2 separate regions of the Ovis aries genome follow, and region 1 is linked to region 2. Evidence: chromatin contacts called from public Hi-C data. All regions are on one chromosome and are shown on one strand. The core of a region is the stretch at or near the end of the contact, and the rest is flanking DNA. Distances in the headings are between cores, read along the strand shown. Region 1 holds the start of CHCT1 (CHD1 helical C-terminal domain containing 1). Region 2 has its middle 34 kb from the start of PPM1D.

Region 1 (3,161 bases), core at 229-2,728, 140 kb after region 2:
GTCTTCATTGTGGCTTGTGGGCTTTCCCTCTAGTTGCAGAGCTTGGGTTCTCTAGTTGCAGTGAGTATGCTTAGTTACTTCACAGCATATGCGATCTTAGTTCCCCAACCAGAGATGGAACCTGGGTCCCCTGCATTGGAGGGTGGATTCTTTTTTAAATTTTTTTTAAATTTATTTACTTTTTTGACCATAGTGGGTCTTCATTGCTGCATGTGGGCTTTGTTTAGTTGTGGCAAGCAGGAGCCACTCTTTGTGGCGGTATGAAGGCTTCTCTTTGCAATGGCTTTCCTTGTGGAGCATGGCTCTAGGGCTTGCAGGCTTCATAGGCTCAGGGGCTTAGTTGCTCTGAGGCATGTGGGATATTCCTGGACCAAGGATGGAACCTATGTCCCCTGATTTGCAAGGAGGATTCTTAACTACTGGACCTTCAAGGAAGTACCAACATTAACTCATTTTATTCTCCCACAGATTTTGTAAGGCTAGAACTCTTTATTTTTGGTTACAGATGAGCAGAGGGTACCCGAGATGCTTAAGTAACTCCTTGGGGGAAAGGATCATCATTCATTTACTTGCTCATTCAACAAACACTTATTGAGTTCCTAAGTCCCAGGCCCAGTTCTTTGTATCCCTAATCTTTAGCTTCTTGCCAGACTAACAGGCCCTCAGGAAAGTGGGTGACAGTAATGGTGATGATGAGAAGGATCTTGCTGGCAGCAAGCTGGAGCAAAAGAAGTTGAAAATGAATCACAATGAGGTGACTTCAGAATAACACTTGAAGTCAGAGCACAGAATTAGATTGACATGAGATTTACACCTGCCTTTTAAAAAGCCTCCCAGAAAAGGGAGCGTGGGGGCTTCCCTGGCGGCGTAGTGGTTAAGACTCCAGGTTTCCACTGCAGATGACACAGGTTCAATCCTTGGTCAAGGAACTAAGATCCTGCGTGCCTCACGGGGGAGCCGGAACACAAGAGAGCGTGAAGCCCTGCCTGTGTTCAGGGGGCACAGGGAGATTTCAGGGAAAGGGCGGGAGAAAGATGCAGAGAGAATAGGACACAGGCTCCACCAGACTCCAGAGAGAGGGAACCCTGGTGGGTCAACTGGATAAACACTCCATACAAACCAGACAGATTATGACCCATTACACACACACACACACACACCAGCCTGTGAGTGTTCATAACTGACAATCGTCTTGCCAGGAATCTCCCCCATCATCTTGCCAGGTATCTATGTCCTGGATAAGCATCTGTCTGGATGAGTTAACCTTCTCTTGTTCTTTCAGTCCCTTACTGGTGAACCTCACCATTTCCCGCCCCCCCCCACCCCCCCCCCGCTCCCCGTCTTCTTCCTTGACACTCCTCTGCCTTCCCAAGCCAGCCCCTGAGGTCCTCCTTTCCTTCCCCCCTCACACCCTTAGCCCTACTTGACCTGCTCTAGAGGCTCCTCCCTTTCGTCCGCCTGCCCATCAGAGGCTTCCATCTCAACAGGAGCGCTGATGGGCTCCACAGCGGCACTCCCCGAGTCCCCTCAGGCTTCCCACCTCCTGCTTCTGGGCCCCCAGTGACTCAGGGAGTGGCACTCGGAACTCGGGGCAAAACCATGGCAACGGCCAACACAGAGCCCAGCGCCCCTCCCCCACGCGGCCCGGGTTCCCCCGGGTGCCCCGGAGCCCGCCCTGCAAGCCAGCAGCTTGGGCCAGGCGCACCCCAGACTTTGTCGGGGCTCACAGCTGCCCAGGAGGGGCGGGCACCCCTTCTCCAAAGAGCACTGTCGGGTGCTGTCGATTTTGAACTTGGGTAAAGCTTTAGGAATAATTCTCCTGCCTTCGTACCATTCAAGCCCTCCCCCGCCCCCCGGTTTCAGAGTGGGCTCGCCTGTGGGCTCCCCCCCCACCCCCGAGAGGAGAGAGAGAAGAGGTTTCGTAGCCGTCCTTTTCGGACCGGGGACAATGGGGAAGAGGATGCAGGGAGAACGTAGCATCCTCAAGCTCTCCCGGGATGCATCTTCTCTTCCATCGTCCGTAGCCTCCAGGAGGGAAGGAACCCACTGTGTTGGGTTGTGGGTGGATGGTGGTGGTGTTCTTAGGAAGTATACGAAAATACTAGCCACCCTCGTACCTCTTCCCCGGGGTAGGTCCCAGGGCTGGTGGTGGTTTAGTCTCTCAGTCGTGTCCGATACTTGTGAGGCCCCATGGACTGTTGCTCGCCAGGTTCCTTGTCCATGGGATTCTCCAGGCAAGAATACTGGAGTGGGTTGCCATTTCCTTCTGGAAGGGATCTTCCTGACCCAGGGATCGAACCCAGGTCTCTTACGTCTCCTGCATTGCAGCTGGATTCTTTACCGACCCTGCCACGAGGGAAGCCCCGGGATCACGGCTGGGAAGCCCCAGGTCTCAGTCGTGATCCCATTTCCTGAAACCACCACCCGAGAAGCACAGAATTCCCGTTATTTGCCTTGGGTCCCCCGCCACGAGGGGCGGCGCCGAGGTTCGGGTAGGAGTCCGGCCGGCCTGGCTTTTCCCTCCTGCGTCGCCCTCGGGGGAAGCCAGGCCGCAGGCGTAGAGGGGGCTGGCGGGGTCCGCGCGTCTCCCCGGCCGGCTTGTCCTGGAGGCGCTCCGGGGCGCGGGGCCACGCCGCCCCTCGTCTCTAACGCGGCCCTTGCATCCCCCGTCAGCTCGCCGGGCGGGTCAGGGCGGTGGTAAGACTGCCGCCCCGTCCCCTCACCTAACCAGCATCTTCTTCTTTGGATCGCTGGACACCCTCTGCTGGCCGGTCCCTTCCTGTTTTCTGGGCCCGGGCCCCGTTTTCTCCAGCCGGTTCTGCGCTCTCCCCCGCCTTCGACAGCAGGAGTCAGCGTGCAGTCTGCAGACACTTGCTGCCGCACGGTCTTCCCAGGCCTCTCTCTCGCCATCTGGCGGCGGTACCTGCGACTGACAGGAATATTTAACTAGACGTTGTAGGCTTCCCGGGTGGCTGAGATGGTCAAGAATCTGCCTGCAATGAGGGAGTCCCAGGCTCGATCCCTGGGTCGGAAAGATCCCCTGGAGAAGGAAATGGCAACTCACTCCAATATTCTTTGCCTGGAACATCCCATAGACAGAGGAGCCTGGTGGGCCACAGTCCATGGGGTTGCAAAGAGTCGGACACAACTGAGCGACTGCA
Region 2 (3,014 bases), core at 194-2,693:
TTGGGGGGCAGGGGAGGGGGGTGTGCTTCCCTGCCTCTCTGTTGCTGCACGTGGGCTTTCTCTAGTGGCAGGGGCTACTCTTTGTTGAGGCACACAGGCTTCTTGTTCTGGTAGCTTCTTTCTCGCTGTGGAGTGCAGGCTCTAGGGAACTTGGGCTTCAGAAGCTGCAGTGCACTGGCCTCGTTGCTTCTCGCATGTGGGATCTTCCCAGACCAGGGATCAAACTTGTGTCTCCTGCATTGGCAGGCAGATTCTTTTTTTCTTTTTGGACAGGTAGATTCTTAACCATGGATTGCCAGGGAAATGGGATGATCTGATGAATATGTTCCAACTGTTGCGGGAAGCAGGACCCCTTCCAGGGCCCGAAACCAGGCTCTTCTCTAACACTCAGAAGTGAACTGTCTGAGGAGACACATGTGCTGACAAAGCAAGAGATTTAATTGGGAAAGGGCACCCAGGTGGAGAGCAGCAGGGTAAGGGAACCCAGGAGAACAGCTCTGCTACATGGCTTGCAGTCTCGGGTTTTATGGTGATGGGATTAGTTTCCGCGTTGTCTTTAGCCAATCATTCTGACTCAGAGTCCTTCCTGGTGGTGCACGCCTTCTTCAGCCAAGATGGATGCCGGAGAGAAGGATTCTGGGAGGTGGTCGGACATGTGGTGTCTCCTTTTGACCTTTCCTGAACTCTTCCGGTTGGCGGTGGCTTATTAGTTCCGTGTTCCTTACCAGCATCTCCTGTAGTGAAACAACTCATGCAAATAGCTGATGCCTGGCCAGGGAGGGCGGTTTCAATCAGTGAGCTTCCACTCACACAGTGACTTCTGGAAGTTCCATTTAAGAGAACTGTACACCTTAAGGATAACTGAAATAGTCCACACCAGAATGAGTTTAAATCACAACTGACTCTGAGTCTGATGGAAGCAGGACGAGCTCTAAGTAAAGACTCTGCTGAGAGGTGGGGGATATGTGAGAATGGACCATGTTTAGGAATGAGCTTGCCTGGAGATCAGCTTCCAGAATGACAGAGGGAGGACCTCAGTGAACAAACTCTCCCACAAAAAAAAAACAGTGAAAATAGAAGCAAAACAACGAACATCAACCTTTTTAGAACTTGGGAAACTAACCAAAGCCACAGAGCAACCTGAAAATCATCTATCTGAGAGAAACGACAGGACTGTGCTTATAAAATGGGATCAGTGGTATTTTGTGAATGGGATACTCTTTCCATCCCCTCCCTCCCCAGCTCAGGTGGGTGGTAGCCACAGAAAGCCAGCAGTCTCTCAGCCAATGGAGAGGACTGACCTCTTGTGGAGCTCATTGAAAAGCAACACCCCCAGAGCACAGTCAATATTTTGTCTGAACTTGGAGCTCCCTGGAAAATCTCTATTCTTAGGCAGTTGTGGCTGTTTGATTTGACTCAGACTTCAGCGCAACAGAACAAAATAACCCTACTCCCAGGGCATTATCAAAACAATAGCCATCCACTGGCAACGTAGCAGCTCCCTGAGGCTCTGCTTTCAGTGGAGTTAGCAAGAGGCAGGCTGGGAATCTGAGTATACCTTGGAGAACTGGATAATCATGGGGCACTCTGGAAATCTCTAACATATTCCAGGGATCCTGAAATGCTGTGTGAATTCACAAGGTTTGCACAGGAGAGATGTGGAAATGAAGAAGGTCTTATTCACTGATTTCTGACTTTCAGGCTCTTCGCAAAACAAAAGTGAAAGCTAAGGAGATCCAGTAAACTGCCTATAGTTTGAAGGCATGCGTTCTCACAACAGTCCCTTGGTAAAGGGTGAAAGCCATAGGGATATCCATGGTAAAGGGTACCTCCTGTTCCTAAGTAACTTAAAAAAAATTGTATTGGACTGCACCAGGTCTTAGCTGTGGCAAATAGGATTTTTTTTTTTTTTTTTTTGCAGCATGCAAACTCTTAGTTGAAGCAAGCGGAATCTAGTTCCCTGACCAGGGATCGAACCTGACCCCTGCATTGGGAGCTCGGAGGCTTAATCCCTGGACTGCAAGGAAAGTTCACCTAATGAACTATAATTTTTCTTCATAAGGTTAGGGAATGAATAACAAGATCTAGAACCTCATTCTCAAGGAGTGTGAGAGGAGGGGAATTATTCGTCTGGAGAAATTAGAGGATGAAAATGAGGCTCAGTCCTGTCTAACTCTTTGCAATCCCATGGACAGTAGCCCTTCAGTCTCCTCTGTCCGTGGGATTTTCCTGGTAAGAATACTGGAGTGGGTTGCCATTCCCTTCTCCAGAGGATCTTCTGAACCCAGGTCTCCTGCATTGCAGGTGGATTCTTTACCGTCTGAGTCACCAGGGAAGTCCAGAGGGTGAAAAGGGAAAGTGATACAATAATGTAATCCTGTGAAGATTCAAAAGTGACCCTGGCATTGAGACTGGGCCCCCACTCCCGAACCTGAGACTCAAAACCACAGGGGGAAATGAAGAGCCACAGTGGCCTTTGCCTTCCTCTAATTTACCAAGGAAATCTACCCTATGGCCAGCTGGTGCTCAGTCCCTTCAGTCATGTCTGACTCTTTGCGACTCCATGGACTGTAGCCCCCCAGGCTCCTCTGTCTGTGGGATTCTCCAGGCAAGAATACTGACGTGGATTTCCATGCCCTCCTCCGGGAGATCTTCCCGACCCAGGGATTGAACCCATGTCTCCTGCGTCTCCTGCATTGCAGGCGGATTCTTTACCGCTGAGCTACTGGGCAAGCCCCATGGGCAGCAGGGAGTATCAAGAAAAGCAGGGAAACAAGGGGCTAAGGAAGAGTAGGAATGAACTAGGGATCCTCGGGCATAGGGCCTGGACCATGCACTCCCTTCTGTCCTTAGAATTTTCGTGTTTGTCATGTGTCATCTCTGGAAAGTGAAAGTGAAGTCGCTCAGTTGCATCCGACTCTTTGGACTGTAGTCTACCATGGGATTCTCCAGGCAAGAGTACTGAAGTGGGTTGCCATTTCCTTCTCCAGGGGATCTTCCCGACCCAGGGATCG

What was found. A called contact is a pair of places that touch in the nucleus more often than the background predicts.
Region 1: a contact with region 2 is called in a Hi-C map of liver, with 2.2 times the contacts expected there. The contact joins the promoter of CHCT1 here to the enhancer-like site in region 2. A contact is called at or near these places in 4 of 16 Hi-C or Micro-C datasets (liver, mixed tissues, muscle and 1 more).

The regions. Positions count from the first base shown.
Region 1 is chr11:12,243,895-12,247,055 of ARS-UI_Ramb_v3.0, forward strand. It overlaps CHCT1 (CHD1 helical C-terminal domain containing 1), which reads right to left and starts at 1,479. Exons shown (of 6, transcript XM_004012426.5): 1 at 1,429-1,479. The coding sequence starts at 1,479.
Region 2 is chr11:12,103,163-12,106,176 of ARS-UI_Ramb_v3.0, forward strand. No RefSeq gene overlaps it. Among named protein-coding and RNA genes, the nearest start is that of PPM1D, 34 kb to the left of the region's middle. Within about 2 kb of position 1,444, at least 5 of the 54 cell types and tissues checked have an H3K27ac peak or open chromatin away from gene starts, as enhancers often do. A contact at or near this core is called in liver, where this site is marked.